Linked DNA regions of Danio rerio: region 1 is linked to region 2. Evidence: chromatin contacts called from public Micro-C data. All regions are on one chromosome and are shown on one strand. Each heading gives the region's core, a stretch centred on a gene start, on an enhancer-like site or on the middle of the called end of the contact. The rest is flanking DNA. Distances are from core to core; before and after follow the strand shown. Region 1 holds the start of acer1 (alkaline ceramidase 1). Region 2 overlaps mllt1a (MLLT1 super elongation complex subunit a).

Region 1 (7,000 bases), core at 3,302-5,801, 47 kb before region 2:
CACATGAAGCGCATCTAACAAGAAACATTAAAAGCTTTCACACACTTCTTTCAAAAAGTCACGAACTAACAGTTGAGAAGCAGATCATGAAAATCTCTGAGATTTTACACTTCAAGCCACAACGAGATCAGGGAATCGTTTTGTTTGTTTTTCTTGCTGAATTTTATACTGTTTTTTAAATACTGTTTTTACTAAAATTAGACTAGTTTTTTTAAGGAGTAGCAAATACCGTTTACAAAGACTCTGCACTGTCCACAAATGACCACTTGACTGCACTGTTTTACAATTAGAAAGATTTCCAAGAGCATTTTTCATACCAGGGAAGGGAGGAACAGCAATCACTGCTTTTTTGCTTCAATTTTAGTGTAATTTCTTGAAATCTGTGTATGTAAAAAATAGAAAACATTTTCTATGCATTGTTTTGTAATTTTATATGGTCTTCTGTGTAAAATCTTCATTCAGAGAAATTCTCAATTGATTTTTGATGTTGATGTCTTATAGCAGTATTAAAGAGAGCTTTGTTTGAAAGTGTATTAGTGCTGTTCTCTATTAAAATATGTAAAAATAAATAAAATATGCTAGAATAGGTCCTAGCATAAAATAGTTATAAGAAATATAAAAAATAAATAGCAATAACAGCCTATTGCTTAATTCTGGTCTAATTTTCTGAAAGCTATATACACTATCTGACAAAAGTATTGTCGTTGTTTCCAGTTGTAAGAACAACAAATTTTGTAGAAGGCAGATTTTTCTGATGAATCATCTGTTGAACTGCATCCCAATCATCACAAATACTGCAGAAGACCTATTGGAACCCACATAGACCCAAGATTCTCACAGAAAACAGTCAAGTTTGGTAAAGGAAAAATCATGGTTTGGGGTTACATTCAGTATGGGGGCATGCGAGAGGCAACATCAACAGCCTGAGGTATCAAAACATTTGTGCTGCCCATTAAATTACAAACAACAGGAGAGGGCAAAATCTTCTGCAGGATAGTGCTCCTTCTCATACTTCAGCCTCCACATCAAACCTCAGGAGAAGCAAAGAATGTCAAGGTGCTCCAGGATTGGCCAGCCCAGTCACAAGAAATTAACGTTATTGAGTATGTCTGGGGTACAATGAAGGAGGAGGGATTGAAGATGAATCAAAAGAATCTTGATGAACTCTGGGAGTCCTGCAAGAAAGCTTTCTTTGCCATTCCAGATGACTTTAGATGAAGTTATTTTAGTCAATCCAGAGATGAATGAATGCAGTCGTCCAAGCTCATTAGACAGTACACAATATTAATTCTTTTTCCTCTGCAGCATTACTTTATATTCTATACTGTACATTATTTCTGTTAAGTGACAAGACCTTTGTCTAAGCAAAGTCAGACTTCACTGTCCTAATGAAATAGTTAAATCAAGGCATGATCATATTTTATTTTGGTAAAATAAGCGTAATCTATAGGACTTTGCCTTTCATATAAGCAATTTCTAATACCAAATGATCAACTAGAAGTCAAGTTATTATTTGTTGTTTCTAAAACTTGGATAGGCAACAAGACTTTTGTCAGGAAGTGTTTGTAAGCAAAAGCAACATTTCTGCATTTTTTGTTCAATTTATATTCTTTTCTGTGTAAAAAATATAAATTGATGTCTGTGATAACAGTACTAAAACATCATTTGAAAAAAGAAAAGTGACGAGAAATGTGTTCTTGACAGTCTGGATTTCAAGTTTTCTGTTGTATATTGTCTCATAAGTACTGTATGCACAAAATATGGAAATATGTGTAATACATCATTTACAATGTGCAAATAATGAACTATAAATGAATATTGTTCCTTATCAGATCAAGTTCACTCTGATCAAGCTTTGTTGATATTGAAGATCATGATCAAGTACGAATGTGTATTGGAAGTATGTAGTTATTTCCTCCAGGCTGTGAAAACTTCGCTTTGCCTCTTGGCCAGAAAACCCGTTGTTCCAGCAATTTGGAGTCCAGCCTAAATAACTTCACCATGTAGGAAACACGATTTTTCTGTCTTCCGTTTCCCCTCTTTTCTGTTTCTGTACATGCTTTTAATGTGATGTTTGGATTGGATTTGAATCAGAATAGAGGTGATTAACCAGTATTACATAAAGGCGAACTGCAGAAACGGCTGGGAGGACTGGTTGAGCAGGTGAGTTCAGACTGAAATTCATCTGAACAGGTGCACAGAGACACTACAACACCAGCGAATATGAGAGTCAGTCCTCATTTTCCTTGCTAAACATTTATGCAAAGTCCAGCATGTTGCTGAGTGTGAAAACAAATACAGATTTAAACCCGGTGTTTGCATCTGAGCTTTTTGAGGAATAACCACAGCAGGTTTAATGCTAATCTGCCTTCAAATGTTTGTACTGTACAATGTATGTTTCCCTGCCGGTCTTTGTGTCTTTTACTGGCCAACTTAAATTACCCATAGTAACCGGTAAACAAAATACCTGTCAGTTGTTGTTGTTACTGTTCTACACTGCTGTAGAGCTTCAAGATCATTTTGTCATATTTTTAAACATGATTTCATATGTCATGTTCAAGTTGATTAGTGTGTTTGTCAGGTTAAATCAAATTCAATGTGTTTGTAGTACATTTTAGCATATATTAAAATAATATATTATGAAATTTACTACTAACAAAGCATGTTTTGCACTAAATACCCGAAAATATACACAAAAAGGTGTCATGTTTTCAGATGTTTTTATTTATTTCCAGGCAACACAAAGCCAATGACTTGAGATGTGTAAAGAAATCAGTTTATAAATCAGATTTTCTGTTCCACAGATGAAAACATTGCCATATTAGTTTGAGGAAAAAGCAAAAAGATGTAAATGACATCAATGTTATTTGAAATGTTCAAACAATGTTATCAGAGCTATATAGGAAAAAGGCTGTGTTTATATGAATGGTGAGGACCTGAAGTCAGGTTTAAAACAAACAAAAAACGAAACAAATAAATGTGAATTGTTAAATTAATTATTAAGGAACGATATAAAGAATTCAGATGCAAAGTCCTCCAAGTGCCATCTGGCATTTTCTTTTGAACTGGGGATAGTTAACTCAAAAAATGAAATCTACTCTCTAGTCTTCCTCAAGTGCTTTCAAATCTTTAAGTTTCTTTATTCAGTTGAACGCTAAAGACATTTTGAAGAAAGCTGAAAGAAAGCAGACTTCCTCAGAAAGAAAGACAAATACTATGGAAGTCTATGGTTACAGGTTTCCAGCGTCCATCAAAACACCATTCAACAGAAAAAAGAAAGACAAACAGGTTTTGAAGTGAAGGACAAGTTGGTGAAATTATGGCAATGAAAATACTGTATTTATCAGGATAAGGATTATTAGCACTACAAAGTGCCTTTGAGAGTTTTAGAGAGTTTTGTTTATTTAATTGATTAAACAATTAATTGTTACTCAATTCATATTTGTTGAATTTAATTTATAAAATTGCTTGTAATCTGTTACCTCAATTTTATTGAGTAGATAGAGGGTATTATTTATTACAGTGTGCACACTGTGTGCACATCAGATGTTTTAACCACCTCTAAAGAAAGGCAAAATGGGCATGGGGATGCCAATGAGTAAATAAGGGGGCATTTACCACATCATGACAGGGTGGAAAGCAATTTCAAGAACACATGCAAAATGATTAATAATATTATGAAAACAAAACATAAAAGTTATCAAAATGACATATCTGATCAAATAACTTGTTAGAAACAATAAGAAGATTTAAAAATCTTTTTAATTTGATCTAATTTACCTACTTTTTAGACTCACTGAAGTTGGCTGTTCAGTGTGGGACATGACAAAGTCACATCCATTTAATGAAAGAATATGGCAAAAATGGACAAAAACATATTTCAAAACACTTATAATTTTACCTGCATGTGTGTGAGTATGAAACTAGATCAGTCTCAAAAATAATACATTTATAAAATACAATTCATACATCCACAGCACAATTCACATTAACAAAATCCAGTTTGTCAGTTCAAAACACAATTCGTAAATACACAACTTTGTAAATGTGAATTGTGCTGTGGATATAGGCTATGAATTGTCTTTCTTTAATGTGTTATTTTTGAGACTGATCTAGTTCCATATGTAAAGGCTTAACCAATTATATTAAAACATCAGAATTTAATTATTTCACATTATGTTAATATGATTGATTCAATCTTTATGACTGATTTCTGCACTTTATGGTGATAATGACCCATAAAAGTAAAGATTACTGAACCGGAGCTTAAGAAAATGCTTATTTTGGAAGAAAATGTCAGATGGTAGAGGATTTTGCATCTTAACAATTGATAACCCACCTTTATACAATGTTGTAAACCTAAATAAATAAATAAATGCTATTAAAATGTTTGATTTTCGAAAAAATAATTTCCCAGTTCTGAGAACAGCTGGGGAAAATATGGCTATGGTCAATATTTATGTAAGAGGTGCTGTAAAGCCCACACTTTCCATTTGAAGTGGTTTCATTTTAGCGAATGCATTAAATAGAGAAATTGTAGGTAAATGTCGCGGTTAATGGGCCGAATGGCGTCAGAGAGTCGACAGGTGAGCTGCAGGTAAACTTGACCTCAGCTTGTTAAACCTGTGCCGCGGCTCGTGCCAGCCGTTCACATGTAAAACCGCATGATTCTGGTCTGTCCGCATAGCAAGCTGACAGCAAGATACAGTGGCTCAATTGAGAAATGCCACCGTTCGCTCGGTTTCACCTGAACCCTCCACAGGTGATGTCAGAGACCGGGACCCGAGTAACAGGATCGGGGACATTTCTCCTCTACTTAAACCTGACACATGGAGCGCTCGGCGGTGGATGCGTTTTCCAGAGGTAAGAGAAGGTCTACTGCTTTTTATCCTTTGGCTGTTATCGACTAGAGAGCGTTTATATAAGACAGTTATGTTAATCGTTAGCGCTTATGGTAGTGTTTGTTTGCTTTCCCTGTAAGTCTGTGCTGTGCTCCCCTACCAATTAATTCATTATCCAGAGGATTCACTTTTCCCAGCTCAATGATGCGTGCTCTGCGGGGTAATGATAGGCCCACAGAGCGGATACAGCGCTAAATGTGTGGTGGTTATTTGATCTTGCTGGGTTTGTGATATTGTATCTACAATGTGTGATTGAAAGAGTATTGATTTAAAACAACCACGTGATCTTTATGACAGTTAGTAGTTTAGTACACTACTGTCAGCTGGATATTTATATATTTTTTATTGAAACGTACTGCACTATATGGCACACACAATCAGTGTGCGAATTATATATATATATATATATATATATATATATATATATATATATATATATATATATATATATATATATATATATATACATATATATATATATATATATATATATATATATATATATATATACATATATATATATATATATATATACATATATATATATATATATATATATATATATATATATATATATATATATATATATATATATATATATATATATATTGATGGGGGGTTAAACTTATTCAGTAGTAGTTTCTTTTTTTAGGCTACATGCAGATATAAACACCAATTTTACAAGAAATGTGTTTTGTGAATACATATTACTTAGGCTACATGTTTTGATGTGCTTCAGCGGGATCAAGCATTAATTAAGGGGGTCAATCGACCCAACCCCCCTGTAATTCGCACCTTGCACACAATCACTATGAAAACCTCATGAGATCATAAAGATGACTTTGTGGTGAAAATGGAAACAATAACCGTCACCAAAAGTAACTTTGTTGCACTGTCAAGCAATTGCTGGTAAAGAGGTAAAGAGAACCTTTCAGAAGCGTTCAATTTCAATTCAAAACGATTTTGAATCCTTTAGCGAGTCGATTTTTTTTTTCTTGAAATAATTTGTTCTCTTATTCCTTTGACGGTAGATGACGACAAATGTGTGTTGTTTGATACTAAATCATTTGCTTACTGAAACGCCTTTTCATGCCTGAAATGCCACTCATGCAATTTCTTTATAATATTTTTCTCTGCTGTCCTTCCATTCACACTGACACCAATAACAGAAACAAAGATTTTTAAAAAGCTGCTCTGGTGGAAGTGAGTGTAGATTTACATTTTTTTTACAATATAGAAAACATTCTGTAGAGTGCCCTTTGAAAACATGTATGACTTATAGCACGGTGCTCAGCAAACCATTCAGCAGGATTTTACACTTCTTTTTTTATGCAGAAATGAATGAACCTCCCTTTAGAGATGATATAAGACATGTATTTTGTTAAAAAATATAATGAATAAAAACTTTTATTTCTGCATTTTTAAAATCATTTTAAAGAGATAGTTTAACCAAAACTGAATATACTCATTCATTTATTTACTTTTTTGTGTCACAAAAGAAGTTACTTTGAAGAACGCTGGAAACCAGTAACCATTCTCTTCCATAGTATTTTATTTTCTACTAATGAAGTCAACAGTTACAGGTTTTCAGCTTTCTTTAAAACATATTTATTAGTGTTTAATGGAAATTAGGTGACATGGTGGCATAATGAATAGCGCTCGCAGCAAGAAGGTCGCTGGTTTGAGTTCCAGCTGGGCCAGTTGACTTTTCACTGTGGAGTTTGCATGTTGACGTGGGTTTTCTCCAGGTGCTCTGGTTTCCCTCATAGTCCAAAGACATGTGCTGAAGGTGAATTGAATAAGTTAAATTGGCCGTAGTGTATGTGTGTTTGTCCTGGACCTTCAGATTTGGGGGTTGAGCGTTGGGCTAACAACCCACTACATATAAACTGGATGTTAAGAAACACCAACATTGCAGCTAAATATCCACTTTGATATAAATGGCCCTGCAGTGTTTAACAGAAGGAATAAACTCATAAAGGTTTGAAAGCACTTGAGGGTGAGTACATAGTGAGTAAATGTTCATTTTGATGTGAACTGTCCCAGAGATCAAATGTCTGTCTAGCACATAAACTTCTTTTAAGCACTGAACTGGAATG
Region 2 (6,797 bases), core at 3,555-6,054:
TCCAGGTCATTCGCCATGTTTGTTTAAGCAGCTCGTTCAGATGCTTTAAGTCCCTGTAATCAATGTTAGCGGAGGCGGAGAAGGATTTGTTTGCGCAGAGTAAACACTTGACTTCATACGCCTCTCTCCATTCTTCATCTGACTCAAGTGTCGCTGAGCTGTTTTGCTTTAGCGAGGCTGTGAGTGTGAGATGATTGGTACAATTGGATTTTCTTGTTGGCGCTCATTGTTTGCGATCATCATTCATTCAGATGAGTTGGTTCATTGGTTCAGATTCAATTGTATGCAGCAAAAAAAGACTCCTTGATCAATCCCTTCTATGACATTTCATATCCATGAACAGAAAGAAGTTACTCTTGCTGTAATACAGAGTTAATGTCTTAAATTCACTGAAATATGGTGTTGTAGGTTTTAAATCATTTTATATAGGTCTTAAATTTCCTTTGCTCACATAAAGCTACTGAATCAGTACAACCAACAATCCATGTGAAAAAAAATAACCAATATGAAGTCTGTTCACCAACATGGTTTAATTATCTTCCTTACAAAAACATTTTATTAAAATGTTGTCCCTGTATTTATAGCTACCTGGTGAGGACTCAAAAATGGACACACTTTTGTGCATAGATTTAGTTTATTTTTGTTTTTAAAACTTTTTTTTTTTAAGTAATGCTGAAAAAAAGCATACATGCAATGGGGGAAATAAGCATTCAACACATCACCATTTCTCTCAGAAAACATTTCTAAACGTGTTGTTGAATTGAAATTTTCACCAGACGTTGATAACCAAAGAAATCCATATATGAAAAGAAAACAAATCGAATTAGTTTACAAATTAGGTTGTGTGTAATAAAATGAGCTTAATGACGCCTCTTATATTGTGAATGAAGCCAGATGCATTGACCTGGTGACTTCAACAGAGTGTAAAAATCTTGATGGTTCTGTGTGTCTCGTCTATCAAATCTAATCTTTATTTTGTATTCTCTATTGGATTTGACTCTATTGGATTTGATTTGCTGGGCCATTCTGCAGCTTAATTTTCTTTCTCTGAAAGCATTTGAGAGTTTCCTTGGCTGTGTTTTGGATCATTGTCCTGCTCAAATGTCCACTTTGGTTTCATCTTCACCATCCAGCTAATATTAATTTACAATGAGGAAGGTCAGAGGGTTCCTGAAAAACTTCTGAGAGGTTTCAGCTGCTGTCGGGGCTTTTGTTGCCTTTCTACACCTCTCTTTCTTCATGTGTTCAATACTTTTTCTCTGCGTCATTTCATTTTATTACACAATTTAATTTGTAAACTAATTAGATTTATTTTATTTTCATATATGTATTTTTTTTGGTTGTTATCAACATCTGGTGAAAATTTAAAGTGTACGACACCTTGAGAAATATGTTTTCTGAGAAACATGGTGACGTGTTAAATATTTATTTCCCTCACTGTATATGCCTACAATTAGTTTTTTGTTTTGAATTAGTTTTTACACATTATTTAAAATGACAAAAGAAATAACTACAATTGAATTTTATGGGACAAGTCAAATCTTTTCCACTGGCCATTAGAAAAAAAATCCTTAGTGTTTTGCCCTCTATAAGTCTGAAATTCCATTCATAATGCTCCTAAAAAGTCTTAATTTTGACGTTGAAACCCTGCAGTATTTCTTAGTTTTATTCATTAACTGCTAGAGAGTCAACAGTTACAATCTACAGTTTTAATTAAAAACACTAGTGAGTGCATGACTGAAATGTCTTTATTTGGGGTTATTTAATCCTTGAACCTCCTCTTTTAAGTTAAACTGTTTGATATTTCCTTCTTACAGGCTGAGTTTGGACAGTGAGAGCGACTGCAGTGACGGGCCACAGCGCCCCAGTCGAGACGCTCCACCTCAGCCACCCAAACACAGCTCCAACAACAAGGTGAACTCCCACTGCTTTTCTTTTTACAGGGTATCTTAAAAAGGATTAAAAGTTGATGAATCAAAAGTCTTGAATGCTATTTAACATGGTATTAAATTTTGCATATTTTTTATTGTGTTTTTATTGGAATAAAACAACACAAAATCTGAGAATAATCAGAAATAGTCAGTAAGGATACAGATAGATGCTTAAAAGATTAGGGAGAAAGAAAAAAAAAGGACATCTGCACAGTTATATTTTAAAACAATAGATATTGTGTTGAAGTTATATATAAAATAAAAATAATAATAAAAATAATTAAAAAATAAAAGGAAAAAAAGGAGGGGGGCGCAATTGGGAGATGTCTCGTATACTAATTGTGTATGTAATGTAGCTGTTTATTAAATCTATGTTGTATGTTTAAATTTCTCATGTATAATTGTTAGAATTGGGTTCCTTCTCGCTTCAAATATATTCATCTGGAGTCTAAGGCAATAAGTTATTCTTTCCATTTCATAAATTACTCTATTTTTTTTTTTTTATCCATTGTTCATACGTAGGTGGATCTGATCTGAGCCAGTTAAACGTTATACATTTTAGTGCTGCAGAGAGCAATATTTGAAATAAATAAATAGTTCTTCGTTCCCCCATGCTCTCTGGCACTATACCTAGGACTGTCACAGTTGGATCAAAGGGAATATCAATACTAAATATGTCTCCAAGTACCTTATACATATCATTCCAAATTTGCTGCAGTTTTGGGCAATACCAAAAGATATGAGACTGGTTCCCTAAAAGATCATCACATTCTCTCCAGCATCTATTAGATGAGCCTATTCTTGTCTTTGCTACAGTTTGACTCTAAGGGCTTTTGAGCATATATCAATCTTGTGTAATCTCTACCTGCATTTCAGCCTACCATCTTTCTTTATTTGCAAAAGGATAGCAGACTTTTATATAGTTTAGAAATAATTAGCTTGCCAGTAGTCCCTATCTGTATTTTCAGTATTAACTTCTACATTTGATTTGGATTGATGATATTCTCCCATTCTTTATGTTTTGTTAGATAATCTCTTATTAGTAAATATCTGTAGAAATCTGTTCTTGGTAATTGGAATTCTTCTTCTAATTGTTCGAATGATTTTAAATTGTTTTTGTCGATAAACTGATATATGAAATTTAGTCCATTATTTGATCATTTTTTAAATCCAATATCTAATACTGATGGTATGAATGCATTTAATATACTTATACTAGATAATGGGGAAATTGAATGATTGATTTAAAATTTGCATAATATTTGATTGCACAATGTATAGTTATTTGCTTAAGTTTTGCTGAATTTAATCTATTAGGATGCTGTGCCTTTATGAATTTGATAAAATCCTCCTAGTGTTGACATCACACTGCTTTGTTTACTACAGTAAACAGAGAAACATCATTATTCATGCTGTTTTATAGGTGGCTTCTACTGGATTTAGCATATTTATTTATTATATAAATGTTCTAGTTAAGGACTATTTTCTTACAATCAGAATTTAGTAAATATACTGCAAGTTAAAATGTTGCCAATGTTAAAATGTCTTAAAATGTATAGAAAAATTGTTTAAAAATAGGTCTTAAAATATATTGAATTTCACTCTGAATCTTGTATCTACCGTTTTACCGCATTTTAAAATATACTAACAATCCTCATCCATACTGGCATTTCCACTATGCTTAGGAAAACACACTATATAACCAAAAAAGAAATGCCATAAGCTAAAAATATGTGTATGTATTTGCTATATGTAACTCTTAACCATGATGTAAAATGCTATAAGTTACTTGGAAAAAAGTTAGTAAACCCAATGCCCTAAAAGTGACTAGTTGACTCAACAGAAAACGTGAGTAAACCTGTTGTAACTTAAAACTGTTAAACCATAGTTCTCCTAAAAATGAAAATGACCCGATAATTTACTTGCCCTCAAGCCATCCTTGATGTATATGACTTTTTTTTCTCCGTCAGACAAACACAGTCAGAGTAGTTTCAAGTTTTCCTATTTGATAGTGGCTTTTATCTCGCAGCTTTCAGAAAAACTTTGTTGTAAAAATAATCCACATGCCAACAGGGGGTTAACAAGTGTTATGAAGCGGATTAACGTGTTTTTGTAAAATTTAATTCGTAATTTTAAAATAATAAACTCCAATTACTAAATTCCTGTGAATGCACGTTATGCATGACTGACAAGTACAATGTGTGTTGCGTGACATAAATTGGGTAGACACATGTACGCAGAATTGATGTTTTATGTGCATGGAAGGCACAATCACTGTTATTAATTATTACGTGGAAACAACTTACTGTAAAATCTTTGGCCATACATAAAAAAGGCTTCATTTTTAACGTAATGTAAAGTAATGGCTTTACTTTTATATGAAACTCAGAAAATAAAACATGTATACTGTATATTTTAAAATAAAGAAAACTCTTCAGGATGTGCTTTGTCATCTTAAGTTCTTAACTTCGTGACTCAAATGAAACCAAACTCAACCAGACGTAATGATCACAGGCTTGATGAATCAGGGAAAGAGACACTATGATTCAGAAGAGCCAATCAGGGAGTGAATGTGTGGAGCCAAGCTTTCATTTTCAAAAGTCTTTGTTTTGATTGGTCCACACTGAAACACATCTCTGCAGAGTTTTCAAAATATAACTAAGTCTTATTTTTGAGGGTTGAAATCTCTGGAGTACAGTGAATGCCAGAGGAAACCATAGCAGAAGTGTTCAAATGAAAATGCACTGATGTAAATGTTGCCTCTGAGTGTGGCAGCTTCTAGTTAAACCTTGACAGTCATCCAACCGGTGTGTTTATTCATTCAGTCATGCCGATCATTCAGTTCACAGCACACACTCACACTTGATGGACCATGGGCATTAGTTCTTGGATTGCGCTATACTCTGTGTTGAAATGAGGCGGTGACGTGCAGCTTTTGATCCAGTGAATGTGAAATGTTGTTGAACCGGCATTCAGCAACAGTTCTGGCACTGCTCCACTATTACTGGAAGAACACTGCTGTATATTAGTCTTTTAATTACTCTTTTAAACAATCCATCTGATTTATTCTTATTCATTTTTCCATCTTGTTTTTTTCTTTCTCCATTTTTCTTTCTCTATCTGGCATGCAGGTGTCGGGCAGAAAGAGTCCAGATCCTTGTTTACGTCAAGAGAAGGTGCTGAAGAAGGGATACGACAAGGTAGGAAGGGTAAATCAACCTTTTATTTTTCCACCTCTCACATCCATTAGCTATTTCTGATTCTTCTACTCAACCCAACTGAAAGTCTGTTCCAAACTTCCTTGCTGTCTGCTGCCTGCATAGGTGCACTGGCTGATTTGACTGATTGAGTAATTGTCAAACTCCATGGTGCATACCTTGCACATAGCAGACTCTGTGAGCATTTATACTTCTATCTGTGTTGTACTGCGGTAACAGGTCTGAAGTGCTAGCTGGCAGTGGGGTTTCTATGTTTCACTGAGTAAAGTTTATTTCTTGGTGTTTATAGATAATACCGAAGTGCTTGTGATGCAAAATGCACAAACTTGCTCTCTTTCAAGACAAAAAGAGGTGTGAACTGTCAAACATTTAACAACTTTAATGATCAAAATAAACACAAAAGTATCGATCTGGAGCTCCTCTCATCTTGTTTTGTGGTGACATATGGAATACGTTTCCAAGTTAATTTCTGGGTCCAAGCCGCTACTCACTTGACTTGAGAAAATATTTGTTTAGGACTACTTTTTAGTCAGATCACACGTTAAAAGCCCCTGCACACCGAGACGTTTTTTGCTTGCGTTTTCCGTCGACGTTTTAAAAAAATCCCTCATGTCCGTTTTTTGGTTTTGATAAACCGCATCAAAACCTTCTCCACCAATCAGATTGGCACTTTTGCTCACGTGCACAGAGCTGCTGAAGTTACGGTAAACAGCACTTGTAGGGGCTCACGCGCAAAACTGGGCATCTTGTCCAAAGTGTGCTCACATTGACAGAGACGATATGAACGTGAAGCAGCTTATTGTACTGGTAAACAATAATCATTTCTTTATCGCTAGAGCTGCTACTTGAACCATCCAAAACAACAAGGCTGTCAACTTTGTCTTCTTTTGTGAAACAAGTGGGTGTCAGAAGCGCTTGGACCTAGAAGCTGTTTTGCATGATGTCAGACTATGAACGGAAATTTGCACCAACTGTCGAACGTTTAACAACTTTAATAATAAAATAAACACACGTATTTATCTGGACCTCTTATTTGCTTGTTGAGTTGTGACTTATGGAATACTGTTTCCGGGTCCAAGCTGCTACTCATTTGAATTAATTGAAAATTTGTTTCTGACCACTTTTTAGTCATTTCACTCTTGGATTTTTAGTGGATTTCTTATACAGTCATTGTATCCACAATGGTGTCTCTGGACTTGCTGCATCTAATATTTGAACCATCTATAAAAAATGGCCATCTGATATTAGACATTTATTTTTGACTCACTTTGCTCTCATTGCTCTCGGTCCCGCACACACTCGTCACTGCTGACAAGCCGAGTATAAATTGGCCTTAAGGGAAAACTTTTGGTTTTAGTAATTTTTCTGTTAGCACATTTTTAAGTTTATGCTAAAACAAATTCAAATAAACAAATATTAAGGGGAAAAATGTATGTCATTTTAGTTTGATTTACTTTTTAAATACATGTGATATAATCAGTAATAATAATAATAATGGTTGTATTTTATGGAATCTCCAAATGTTTGTAGATGCACAAAGCATAACATCACACAAATAGTAGCTTATGAAGCTGTTTTCCATCAAATTTCTTAAAACAAGTGATTTTCACAGTTGTAGTTTTGATACAGTCGTGTACGTGTCCGTATA

What was found. Hi-C and Micro-C count contacts between places; a contact is called where the count stands out from the background.
Region 1: a contact with region 2 is called in a Micro-C map of caudal fin, with 2.3 times the contacts expected there. The contact joins the promoter of acer1 here to the enhancer-like site in region 2. A contact is called at or near these places in 9 of 18 Hi-C or Micro-C datasets (caudal fin, embryo, gastrula embryo and 2 more) and 1 of 4 datasets of contacts at active chromatin or transcription factors (caudal fin).

The regions. Positions count from the first base shown.
Region 1 is chr8:22,113,174-22,120,173 of GRCz12tu, reverse strand. acer1 (alkaline ceramidase 1) reads left to right here and starts at 4,551. Exons shown (of 7, transcript NM_001017603.2): 1 at 4,551-4,863. It overlaps myo1f (myosin IF), which reads left to right. Exons shown (of 28, transcript NM_001256671.2): 28 at 1-121.
Region 2 is chr8:22,066,983-22,073,779 of GRCz12tu, reverse strand. mllt1a (MLLT1 super elongation complex subunit a) reads left to right here. Exons shown (of 12, transcript XM_688768.10): 8 at 1-5; 9 at 1,818-1,914; 10 at 5,063-5,131. Among named protein-coding and RNA genes, the nearest start is that of mllt1a, 30 kb to the left of the region's middle. Within about 2 kb of position 4,804, at least 2 of the 62 cell types and tissues checked have an H3K27ac peak or open chromatin away from gene starts, as enhancers often do. A contact at or near this core is called in caudal fin, where this site is marked.